Linked DNA regions of Triticum aestivum: all the other regions are linked to region 2. The links are chromatin contacts, called in public Hi-C maps. All regions are on one chromosome and are shown on one strand. Each heading gives the region's core, a stretch centred on a gene start, on an enhancer-like site or on the middle of the called end of the contact. The rest is flanking DNA. Distances are from core to core; before and after follow the strand shown.

The links. A called contact is a pair of places that touch in the nucleus more often than the background predicts.
Region 1: a contact with region 2 is called in a Hi-C map of leaf, with 4 times the contacts expected there. The contact joins the enhancer-like site here to the promoter of LOC123123648 in region 2. A contact is called at or near these places in 3 of 5 Hi-C or Micro-C datasets (leaf and an unstated tissue) and 1 of 1 datasets of contacts at active chromatin or transcription factors (leaf).
Region 3: a Hi-C map of leaf shows a contact between it and region 2, with 4 times the contacts expected there. The contact joins the promoter of LOC123123647 here to the promoter of LOC123123648 in region 2. A contact is called at or near these places in 2 of 5 Hi-C or Micro-C datasets (both in leaf) and 1 of 1 datasets of contacts at active chromatin or transcription factors (leaf).

What each region holds. Positions count from the first base shown.
Region 1 is chr5D:541,653,786-541,658,151 of IWGSC CS RefSeq v2.1, forward strand. No RefSeq gene overlaps it. Among protein-coding and RNA genes, the nearest start is that of LOC123123647, 21 kb to the left of the region's middle. Within about 2 kb of position 2,611, at least 2 of the 8 cell types and tissues checked have an H3K27ac peak or open chromatin away from gene starts, as enhancers often do.
Region 2 is chr5D:541,814,351-541,818,619 of IWGSC CS RefSeq v2.1, forward strand. LOC123123648 (cytochrome P450 71A1) reads left to right here and starts at 1,682. Exons shown (of 1, transcript XM_044544199.1): 1 at 1,682-3,468. The coding sequence starts at 1,825. The coding sequence ends at 3,372.
Region 3 is chr5D:541,633,486-541,637,343 of IWGSC CS RefSeq v2.1, forward strand. LOC123123647 (translocase of chloroplast 101, chloroplastic) reads left to right here and starts at 1,615. Exons shown (of 1, transcript XM_044544198.1): 1 at 1,615-3,858. The coding sequence starts at 1,761.

The sequences.
Region 1 (4,366 bases), core at 1,361-3,860, 160 kb before region 2:
AAGCAAAATTTCTCGCCAGCCGCACCAAAAGTTGCGATCTCAGCAATAAAGATAAAAATGCTTCTATACTCGCATCTATGGAAAACGCTAGTTCCAGCAAAACAATGGCTGGTTGAAGCAAAATTTCTCGCCGGTCGCACCAAAAGTTGTGATCCTGGCAAAAAAAAAAAGGTTCTGTACTCACATACACGGCAAAATTGTTTAATGGTTCCAACAAAACCAATGGCTGGTTGAAGCAAAAAAAACATGTTGGAGGCCGTGGCTGTTGGTTTAAACATTTTACTATCATGGTTGTAGCACCTCCTGTCGCTGGTTCCAGCAAAAAGCTGGCCAGTTCCAGCATCGTCAGCGTCGTCGCAGCTCTTTCAACGCCCCCGGTTCCAGCAAGCCACGACGCGGTCCCAGCTTCCGCCAAGACTGGTTGCAGCATGTCTCGCTACGGTTCACATCTTCTCCGATGACCGGTCGCCGCTTGTAGCTCAGCCTCGTCGGAGCATGTAGCGTGAAGCTGGAGGACAACATATGCATGGGGGGGGGGGGGGGGCATGGCCAGGCCGTCGCCCCGAGCGTGCGGTTGCCCGTCTTGGCCAGTTGCAGCGCATAGGCCCAGCCGCCTTCGACACCGACGACCTCGCCTGCCGGCGTGGATAGAGGAGATGTTATGGCGGAGGGCTCTCACCAGCTGGCCAGATTGAAAGAAGGAGGGAGCGAAAGGGGAGGGGATTGAACAGAGCAAGGAGATGCGCTTCGTTTGGATAAGAAAAAAGTGATGGAGGAGATAAGGTTTCTGGGCCTGCACTGGATACGCGTGAGGGACGCGACTGGCCGACCGCTCAGCCGGTCGTCCGTTCCCAAATGTTTACCAAAAGAATTCTATGAGGCCGGTCTCATTCCCTAGCAGGTTAGAGCATCTCCAATAGATGGTCCAAATTTTGACGGTCCAAAACTGGAGATGTAAATTTTGGACCGCCAAAAAGTGCGTTTTGGAGCTCCGAAAAAGGCCAACTCCAACAGATGGTCCAAATTCATGGTCCAAAAGAGCAACTCCAATAGATGGTCCAAAACCGGCCAGCAGCCGCCCGGCTGCTGTTCAGCCGCTGTCCAGCCACTGTGCAACCGCACATATTTCAAAATAACATTAAAAAAATTCACGTCCACAATATCAAATTATTACATAGTTCTTTAGATCCAGGAGATGCAAAACAACACGTTGGGGAATCACCAAGTTTTGTCATTTTTTTACCTTGGGGAACTCATGTCCCAAGTTAAATCATCAAGTTTTGTCATTTTTTTTTACCTTGGGGAATTCCATTGAACACCTTGTGCGCGCGGTGGAAGAAGATGGCCACCGGTTGGATTGGCTGCTGCTGACGGCTGCGGTCGTCTCCGGACGGCGGCGGTGATAAGAAATGAGGTTGGAGGCCGGCCAAGAGGAGCTCGGCGGGCGGCGAAGACTAGTTTGGCAGCCGGGCGGAGGGCTTGCTGCGGCGGTCTTGCGGCCGGCGCAACGGCCGTGGACAGGCTCACAGCCGACAGGAGGTGGTCGGCGGCAGTCTAAGCCCCGGCGGAGGCCTACCGCGGCAGCCGGACCGCCGGAGGGGCCGAATCCCGCGCCGGCTGCCACCCGATTCGGCGGCGGGGAGGCGACGGGGGCGACGGCGGAGGGCGGCGGCAGGGATGTGAGGTGGTGGCGGCGCCGACGACGAGGTTTTGCGCGGTCGCGGCGGCGGATTCCGACCGGCTGTTCTTCGGGCGGGCGGACGGGAGCGGGCGGGAAAGGAAATGAAATGGCGGTTGGGCGTTCGCGGGCGGCGGCTGGTTTCGGACTAGATGCATCTCGTGATGTATATTTGCACCGCGAGGTGTTGTATTTTACATCACGAGGAGGCCGCAATCCAATTTTTTTTGCATATGGACCGTCTGTTGGAGCAGCGTTTTTGGCCCGAGACGGTCCAAAAGTTAGGTATTTTTACATATGGACCATCTATTGAAGATGCTTTTAGACCCATCTGGGATGGATGCCACCTGGCTACCACCATCTCAAAGCACAAGAATCCCGCCTACCATCGGCTTTCAATCCCAACAACCCATTCCCGTGTACATATCGTAAGCTGCCGATTGGCGTGTACGTACGCAACTACCACAATCGAGTGAATTAGGGTTAGCTAGTTTCGTCCTCCTGTTGTTCTCTACCATGGCGGTGCCCAGCGATCTCGTCGCCTGCGGCCACGTAGCACCACACCGCGTCTACTCGTCCATGGCCTCGCCGAACGACATCGGCGTCGGCAGTGGCCGCAGGCCATGTTGCTGGCCGTGCGGAATCCTCTTGCTGCCCACCGCTTGTCGTCATCGTCGGGGACAATCCCTGCATCACGGCCGCGGGATCGAGCTGATGCCCCTGTGACTGCGAGGTGCATGGTAGACGGGGTCAGCCGTGGATGGCAGCAGGGGCAGTCACGCGGCGGATGGAGCATATAGCGGCGGGAGATGGCATGTGAACTGCAAAAGAAGAGGCACCATGGGGGTGGTAAGAACAAATTGGGGAAGCTGCCTACCTTTTATTTTATTTTTGGACAAAGCTAATTTCTGAATTTTTTCGACAAAGCTAATTTCCGAACTCTCGGAATTCTGCAGGAGATCCGAATGACTCGTTTGTGGTTCGATTCCGATCGCGTGGGGCGCGCTCGCTTCCCTCTTTTCTGATTTTCGGTATCTTTGCGGTTTTTGTGGGATCCTAATTTAGGCATTTAATGACGATGCTAATTTACATGGGGACATGGGGCAGGTGAGCGTTAATCATGATATGTTTTCCTCGGCGCTAGCAATTTCGATACTTGTAGTTTTATAGCTTAAAAGAATCATGCTAAAGCTAGGAATTGAACTCAACACTTCATATTCAGATCTTTAACACATTAGCCAACTCACCCACTACTTGGCTCGTGTCGAGTTCAAATAAAATACCACTTTTTGACCACCCGAGGGGAAAATGTTGTTATAACATCCCCCAGTAACTTCTGTCTAAATAAGATGATAACTTATGTACCACTGACCTGATAACTTACGTATAAACCAGTGGCGGAGCTACAAACAAAAAACTGGACGGGTCAACTAATGAAGAGTATAACTTTTTTACGCAATCGCCTCCTCACCCAAGAAAAGCTTAGGGTTTATCTGCCTTCTGCCAGCGCCGCTGCCGGTTCGTCTCGTCTCCGATGGCCTTAGGTCAATGACGGCGTAGTGGATCCTGACCCTTGCCGACGGGAGGGCTATGTTTTAAAATGTTCCTTTAAGTTTTGTTAGGGTTTGTGTCCGGCTCAGAAAGGTGAGACGGCAGCAACTCCGTGGAGATAGAATTAGGTTCTCCTCGTCTAGCCCCCGTCTGGATGATGTGTCTATCATCATCAATGGGCGTGTAGAGGTGTGTTTCCGACGAATTTGTCCTCGGTGGATTTGTTCGGATCTGGTTTAGTTAATCTACGTCTGTGTTTCTTCAGGTTGGATTCTTTCGATTTACGCTAGTCTTTATCGGCGACGGTTTTTGTTATATTACGCTAGTTTTACGGGGCATTAGCACGACGACTTCCCGAGTAGCTCTTATATTTCTTTACAGAGAAAGTATATATATTTCATTGACAAAAAGAATACATTTTCTTATCTTAAGGGAAAGAAACACGGGTTGGAAAATGACCCTTTTTAAAATAGGAAAAAGTACCTGCAAAAAATAGAAAAGGGTGGTTTTTTGAGTTTTCTAATCTAAGAAAAAAAAGTCACATCAGACGAGCCGGTGAGGCCCATGTACCCAACGAGCCAGCAAACCGACGGCGGGCCAGGACGAGGACGCGTCGTCTTCCAGCTACTCTGCGCTCCGGCCGGCATGGCCGCCCGGCCACTTCTCCACCCGCTGGAACCAAAAGCAAGGGTGTCCCACTGCCATGTGCTTTGTGCTTATTCCATGAGCTATCTATCTCGAGTAGTAGATCTGAAATTATCCCCGCACACAAAAAAGAAAGATCTGAAATTATTCCTCTCTACAGTGAGACACAACGCACGAGGCTTGCTTCAGTGGCACGATCAGCCTCCCTCTCTGGCTCGCGCACAAAAACACACCCACACCCCAGTCAATCAGCTCCTCGTTGAAATTAAAGTTCCCACCAACCATCGCTGACAATCCATCACAGTCAATCAATGCATCAACTCATCTTTCTGACACGGTACACACTCACCAGCCACCGGCACTGCACGCACCGGCCACCGACACCCACGCGGCCGAGCCAAAGGCTGGACCGGACCGGCTCGTGCCCAGCCCGCGCACTCGGGCAAATTTGACAATTTTGACTTGTGAACGAAATTAATTCACAAAATGAAA
Region 2 (4,269 bases), core at 432-2,931:
CTACAATGCCAGATCACAGACAAAGTTCACTGAAATAACTGAAATCATCTAAATAGACTCTAATGATTACCTCCACTAATCATTATGAAACAATTGCTTCATATGAAGCATTGCAAAATGTGCATGGCTTAGTAGAATGATTGACCACACTCAAAATTATGTAGCTAAGATCCATCAGAATCACATATTATTATCTAGCAGGATAATATCACTTGTACCATTCAAATGCATTTGGGTTATGTGAAGTGTAATATGACAAGCAAATTACTCATAAATTATGTATCTATACAAATTATTGAAAAGTGAGGAGTTAATTTAGAAACAAAATATAGTGAGGATCTAATAGATTATTCAAAGTGTCATTACCATCTTCTACATTCCATAATCATGTCAATGGAACTGGTATAACACATCCTCCAGATTTGCAGTGTTCAAAGGGAGTAAACACCCAAATTATAACATGTTGACAATCATCAGGTTGCATATATTGTACTCTTTTTCCTTCATGATTCTTCCCTTATGATTTCTCATAAAAGGTTCTAAATGATACAAGTGTGCACATATGTCATATTAAATATAGATACAAGTGTCCACATATGTCATATTAGTTTTTCCTTATATTTTCCCGCTGGATTTTATATGAGTTCTCAATGGTATATCAGATCACATTCTTTAGCCTTATTAGTTTTCCTATCAAATTTTCTAATAACGGGTTTTAGTGAAGCAAAATATTTTAAGATCATATGCAATATTTTCAAGCTTTTCCCCACCGGAATTATAAAGGAAAATATACAAAGCACATTTATTGCTCTCTACACTAACCAATGAGTGTTCTCCCTTCTCAAAGGTTTTGTCATTTGAGCTATAGGAGACAATAACCATTATATGTTGCATCATTTTTTTTCTTATTATTTTTTCACTGGATTTAAAGAAGCTTTAGAACGTTTCTGTACAATTCTCCACATATTTTTCCACAGGTTTTTTGGTGGAGAATTTCGAGACTATAAAAGGATTTCTTAAAATGAAAGATGAATATACAAGAAGCTTTTAATGATAGATTATTCAAGAAGCGGTGTTGTGCAAGGAGAATTTTTCAGACGCTTCCCTTTTTTTCTCTCTCACAATATGTAACCGGCATCTCTCTGAGGGGTCCCTTCGACTTGTATATATAGCTTTGCATCAATGAAATCCAACACAGTTCTATCAGTTACTTCTCATTCTTCATAATAAGAATGAATGGCTGATTCTCCATTGATGCGGATGTGGATATGGACGTTGGGTCCGAATGCTCCATTTATGGGTATTATCTCCAAGACCCATTCCTCAAAAAGGAAATCTCCATTAGTGAAGTTGGTCGTCGCCATGTTGGTAGAACCTCCATTGAGGCATATCCTTCTCCCCCATAATATTGTGGCATGCTTAATTCGTCGCCATCAGTTGTCGGACCACAATGGAGAATCGATATGTGGCTAGAGAGCGAGTGACATTAATAGGGTCTAGGAGGAGCAAACATGAAGGGTGAAATAAACGAAAATGAATTTGTATTTGTGGATGGAGAAGAAAAGCGTCAGGCTAGCTAGGAGGAAGAAAATCGGGGTGTGCGGGTTGAAAACAACATGTTCGGTAGGAGGGCGAAAACCGTGGCGTGTATGTTGACAACAATTCGTAAGGGGAGGAAGAAAATTATGATGTGGTGGCTGGAAATGGCACATTCACTTGTGCTCAATATATATATGTCCCTTTTGTGTTTTGTGTAGAGAATATATGTCATCGTGGCAATGCACCGGCTTCTAACCAGTACACGACACAAGCTAGCTAGCTAGAATGGTTGCAGAAATGGTTGTTGCGCCGTTGAACTCGCCCGCGCTCATCACCGCCCTCGCCTTCCTTGTCTTGGTGATCACCCTCCTCGTCTCCACCAGGCGCCGCAGCAACGCGCCGCGGCTGCCCCCGTCGCCGCGGGGCCTGCCGGTCGTCGGCCACCTCCACCTGCTCGGGAGCCTGCCGCACCGAAGCCTCCGGTCCCTGGCCTCGTCCCTCGGCCCGGTCATGCACCTGCGGCTCGGCCGCGTGCCGACAGTCGTGGCGTCCTCCCCGGCCGCGGCGGAGGAGGCCATGAAGACCCGCGACCTGGACTTCGCCGGCCGCCCCAGGCTCCTCATGGTCGACCGCTTCTACTACGGCACCGGCGGGATCGGCTTCGCGCCCTACGGCGACCACTGGCGCCAGGCGCGCCGCGTCTGCGCCGTCCACATGCTCAGCGCGCGCCGCGTCGCGTCCCTGGGCCGCGTGCGGGCGCAGGAGGCCGCCGCGCTCGTCGGCCGGGTCCGCCGCGCCGGCATCTCTGGCGGCGTCGTGAACCTGAGCGACAGCCTCAACGGCTACTCCAACGGTGTCATCTCCCGCTGCACGCTCGGCGACGCGGACTGCGGGGTGGAGGGCGGCGGCGCGAGGCTGAGGAAGGCGTTCGGCGAGATGGAGGAGCTGCTGGGCACGGTGCCCATGGAGGAGACGGTGCCGTGGCTGGGATGGGTGGACACGGTGACAGGGCTGGAGCGGAAGGCCAAGCGCGTCTTCGAGGAGATGGACGGGCTGCTGGAGCGGGTCATCGCCGACCACCGCCAGCGACGCCGTGCCGCCGCCGCCACCGGGGACGTTGAAGACTTTGTGGACGTGATGCTGGACGCGGACGAGCTGGACACGGGCAGCATCAAGTCCATCATCCTGGACGTGCTCGCCGCCGCCACGGCCACGACCTTCGCGCTGCTCGAGTGGGCCATGGCGGAGCACATCAACCACCCGCACGAGATGCGCAGGCTCCAGGCCGAGGTCCGCTCGGCCGTCGGCCCCGGCCCCGGCGCCGGCGCCGTCGTCACGGAGGCCCATCTCCCGCGCCTGCCGTACCTGAAGGCCGTGATCAACGAGACCCTGCGGCTCCACCCGCCGTCGCCGCTGCTGCTGCCGCGGGAGACGCTGGAGGACACCCGGCTGCTGGGCTACGACGTGCCGGCGGGCACCCGGGTCCTGATCAACGCGTGGGCCATCGGCCGCGACCCGGCGACGTGGGGGCCCCGCGCCGAGGAGTTCGCGCCGGAGAGGTTCGTCGGGTACGGCCTCGGCGGTGCCGGGCAGGACTTCTCGTTCCTGCCCTTCGGCGCCGGGAGGAGGGGCTGCCCAGGGGTGGAGTTCGCCATGCTGTCCAACGAGCTGGCGCTGGCGAGCCTCGTGCATGGCTTCAACTGGGAGCTGCCCGGCGGGAGGGCGCCGCCGGTGGACATGAGCGAGCTGTACGGCATCTCCGTGTGCCTCAAGGCGCCTCTGCTTCTGGTCGCCAAGCCGTGGTCGTCCATGGATATGGATGGCGTTGAATGAGCTAGGATCGACGGTGCTTCTTTTTTCTGGATATATAATACTGCAATAATGCTAAAGGTACAAAGAGTTGCACGCAATTACACGTTGACTAGGATCCTTTTTTTTTAAATGGAGGCAAAATATTTTCCCTAGTCTATTTTAATTAAAATTTAAAAGAGTGTACAAATAATTACAACTTGATCCAACTGCACATTAAAACGAGCCCTACTCTCGCAGCATGATTGAACTCGAGTGTTTTGTGCCCGCATCCCTAGCACGACGGCTTCGGCTTTAGTCTTATATGTGATGTCACTAGATATGGGAGAAAGACCGTCACATTCTCCTCATTGCAAATTGCCAACGAAGTACGCATAACAAGGGATGTCAGTGGCGGAGCCAGAAACTGAATATAGAGAGGGCCAAAACATGTCATATGATGTTTGAGGGGGTCAAATCATCTAAACCTAGCTAATTTTGTCTAACAAATGGAGCATTAGGAGTACATATAGGTGTATTTTTTAGAGCATAGCGGGGGGGGGGGGGGGGGGGGGGCTGCCTTCGCCACTGGATGTGATCCCCTTCTTCATAATGCCGTTGAAAGGTTATCATGGAACATCGCCAATCCATGTCCAAACTGAAGTTGCACCAATGATCAATATGGATCTCGACATGGCCTAACCAAACTCTAAGCTCCTCCCAAATGCGGCGAACAAAATCTGTACTTGAACAATAGATGTGTGTCCCCAGTGTGCATAATTGACATAAGCTACAATTCAACCACTTTACTCTTTGCAATTGGTAAGCCATGGAAATCATCACTTGTACTGTGTTTCTTTAAAAAAAATAAAAATTCTTTGTGGTGTAATCTGACAAAGGCCTAGACTTGGCACGAGGGCTACCGTTTTTCAGGATTTCTTC
Region 3 (3,858 bases), core at 365-2,864, 180 kb before region 2:
CTTAACAAATGGAGCAGAATGAACTCATCAAACCTGGCTTAGATCTCGATGCATCGCGTCTAGACAAGCAAGTTAGAAGAAATGCCGACTCCACTGTCGTTGAACCATAAATCCCGATCCTAGACCAACATCTTGTCCCAGATGTTGATGATGAAAGATAGCAAACCACCAGTGACCCACAAAATAACTTATATCGCCAGTGTGAACAACAGGCAAGAAAACGAGGACATTTACTTGACGACACCACATCAACTATTGACATGGTGAAATATCTAAGACAAATTTATTCGAGATGGTGTCACTCTCACCATTATGGGCAAGAGAAACAGGGATCTGCAGGTGAAGGGATGGCTGGAGGAAGGTGGATACCTTAGCAAAGCAAACATATATAGGAACATCAACTGGTCCATCTTCCTAATAAATATGGTTCACGATAACGAGCTTGTGAAAATAAAGAGGTGGATTTTGACATTTATCATAACAACATTACCACATAATGCAAATATCAAGACTTCAGTTTACTTTCATTTGGGAAACAAGACTCGATGATTCCCAGGAGTGTAGAGTACGTTTAACCAACACTAGCATGCATGTATGTAACTTTAACCAACACTATCATCCATGTATGTAACTTATACCTTCATATCATCTTCTACAAATAATTACACCTTCTCAACCACACGGAAGCAATCCTAACAATAATAAATAAACAAATGTACTAAGCATAATATTTGCCAAGAAATCTAGAGGTTCAAATAAAGGCATTGACAAGGGAGGGTTCCATTTAAAATATCAAGACTGTGCGGTGTAAATAAAAACAACAATTAAATTTCACATTGACTATCACCTCATATTAAATCAAAGATCTAGTAAATGATATAAAGTCTTGAAATATTAAGGCGAAGGATAAAAAAAATTCAGTTTGAGACACATGCTCCAAGAAATATAGCAAAAAGGGAGTTCAAGGACAGTTGGATTGAATGGACTTGATTATGATGATCATCTCATCATGTGATATAATCTGCCTTATTGAATAAAGAGTAAAATGCGTCATAATTCGTAATACTATCAGAGATGTGTCAGTTTAGTCCTATATCTTCGAAACTGCAGTTTTAGGTCCTAAAACTATTGAAGGTGTGTCAGTTTTGTCCTATAGCTTTGAATAAATAACACGTGGCAACCTTTCAAAAGGAACATGTTAAACTTATTTTTACATATTTTCCTGCCTCTCATTATTTAAATTTTTTCTTCCACACAAAATAAACAAGAAAGAAAAAGAACAACTTGTCTTAAAAAAACACCTTGCTGTACACGTCCACCACTGCTTCACCCCCAAGAATTAATAAAACCCTCCAATGCAAGGCAACAAGAAGGGGAAAAAGATGATAATCCTAAGCAGCTAAAATCACCACACCACCACAAGATCCTATGGCCAGAGCCACAAAGTTCCAACACAAGGAGGAGGGAGCTGAAGAAACGATAGTAATAAAAACCCCAAATTTCACTCCAACAAGAGTCCAATTCCTGCCTCGAAGGATCCAAACCCTAGCCCATCCAAGATCCAACCCACCCTGCGGCTGAGGTCTCACCACCAACCCGACGGAATCCGGTCCTCCTCAACCCTCGGCCTCGCAACTGCCACCACTACTCCCGGACGGAGACCCGAGAGGCCGAGACCAATAAACAAACCCGCCCGCCGTAAAAGACTCAATTTTTATTCCACCTCGGCTCCCTCCGCCGCCCCGGCTACGCGCGGCGGCATGGCGCTCCTCATCCGCGCGCCGCTCACCTCCTTCGACGACTCCGGCGACGACGACGAAGGGTACGCATCCTCGCTCTCCTCCGGCGCCGCGTCGCCGTCCCGCTCTCCATCGACCTCGCCCCCCGAGGCCCCGCGCCCGCGCCCGCGCCCCGTCCTCGGCGCGCCGCGGGTGGCGGCGCAGCTCTCGTCGTCCACGGACGACGAGGCCGACCTGTTCGACGACGCCGCCGGCTCGTCCGGGGACGAGGTGCTCGAGGAGGTCTCCAACGGCTTCTTCCGCATCGCCAGGGTGCCCCCGCCGCCGCCCTCCCCCTCCTCGGACGAGGCCACGGCCCCCTCGCCCCCCGCTTCCGCGGCCGGGGCCGGCTCCTCCGCGTCCTCCTGGGAGAGCGAGTACTTCGGCGCGGCGGAGGGGGCCGAGGAGGAGGAGGCCGCCGCCGACGTGTTCGTCGACGCCGGAGCGGGGAGCGGGCTGGAGGAGGATGGCGGCGTCTTTGCGGCCTCCGCGGGCGCGGCCGCCGAGGGCTCGCTGGATGGGAGCTTCGTCAGCTCCATGAGCGTGCTGGATGACGGCGCGGCGTTCAGTGATTTGGTAAATCTCTCGGATATGTCCTTGATGAATGGTGGTAAACAGGGAGCTGAGGATTCTGGTGCTGAGGCTGTCAACGGTGTGGAGCCTGAGCCTTCCATTGGTGACGCTGGTGGCACCCGCATTGTGGATGCTTCAGAGGGGAATGCTGGGGGGTCTCAGCAGGAGCAAGTTGTCGTGGAATTGCCTCCTGCGGTGAATTCTTCTCAACAAGAAGAAGATGCTGGTCTTGACCTTCTCAATGATGACTCTGATGCAAAAGATACCACACCCAAGCATGAGGTTGCTGAATTGCCTCATGTGATCAGTTCTACAGAAGCAGAAGCTACTGGTCCTGAAATTCACAATGCTGATTCTGATGCAGAACATACCACGCCCAAGCATGAGGTTGTCACACATTCTGATGATGCCAGCCCTCAACATGTTGCCACAGGAGATGCCACTGTTGAGCCTGTGGAAGTTCATACCAATGTTGACAGCTCACAGTTTACTGTTGACGCGGGTCATCACAAGGTGGATGGTGAAACTGATGGCGATCATGAACCTTCTGGTGAACCTGCATCTGTACCAATCATTGGGACAAACAATGCTTTAGAATCTCCTGGAAAAGAAATGGAGGACAATGTGCCTGCCTCCAGTTTGGATGATTCAGATGAGGATCAGCTGGATGATGATTATGAAGCGGAGGAGTTGAGCGGAAAGGAGACTGAGCTTTTTGATTATGCAGCTTTAGCTGAGCTTCTCAGGGCGGCAAACAGATCACCTACACAGGGCAAGGCCAAGGTGTTTCCAGTTGAAACCTCTGATTCCATCCAACCATCCCATACCGTGGTCGGTGTCCCTAGGACAAGTGTGGCTTCTACCCATGTGCTGGATGCAGTTGCTGACCCGGAGAACACGATGACTGATGAGGAGAAGAAGTTGTACATAAAGGTGGACATGGCACGAATCAAGTATCTGCGTCTTGTGTATAGATTAGGGTATGACACTGAACATCAGGTACCTGTACAAGTGTTATATCGGCTCAGTCTCGTTGAAGGCTTCAGGCGCATAAGGATGGCAGACCATTCCTCAGAACTTGAGAATGCCTGGAGCAGGGCTTTGCAGCTTGAGACAGAGGGAACAGATGACTTGGAATTCTCCTGCAATGTATTGGTCCTTGGGAAGACAGGGGTGGGAAAGAGTGCAACAATAAACTCCATCTTTGGTGAGGATAAATCCAAAACAAATGCTTTTCTACCAGCAACATGTTTCGTGAAGGAGATTACTGGAGTTGTTGGTGGTGTTAAATTTCGTGTCATTGACACTCCAGGACTTGGGACTACAGTTAGGGATGGAAAATCAAACAGGAAAATGCTCAAGTCTGTTAAGAAGTATATCAAGAAATGCCCCCCTGACATTGTTTTGTATGTTGATCGGATCGATACCCAACGGCAAGGTGCAGACGACCTATCCCTATTGCAATGCATTACCAGTGTCCTAGGCCTGTCAATATGGTCGAAAGCCA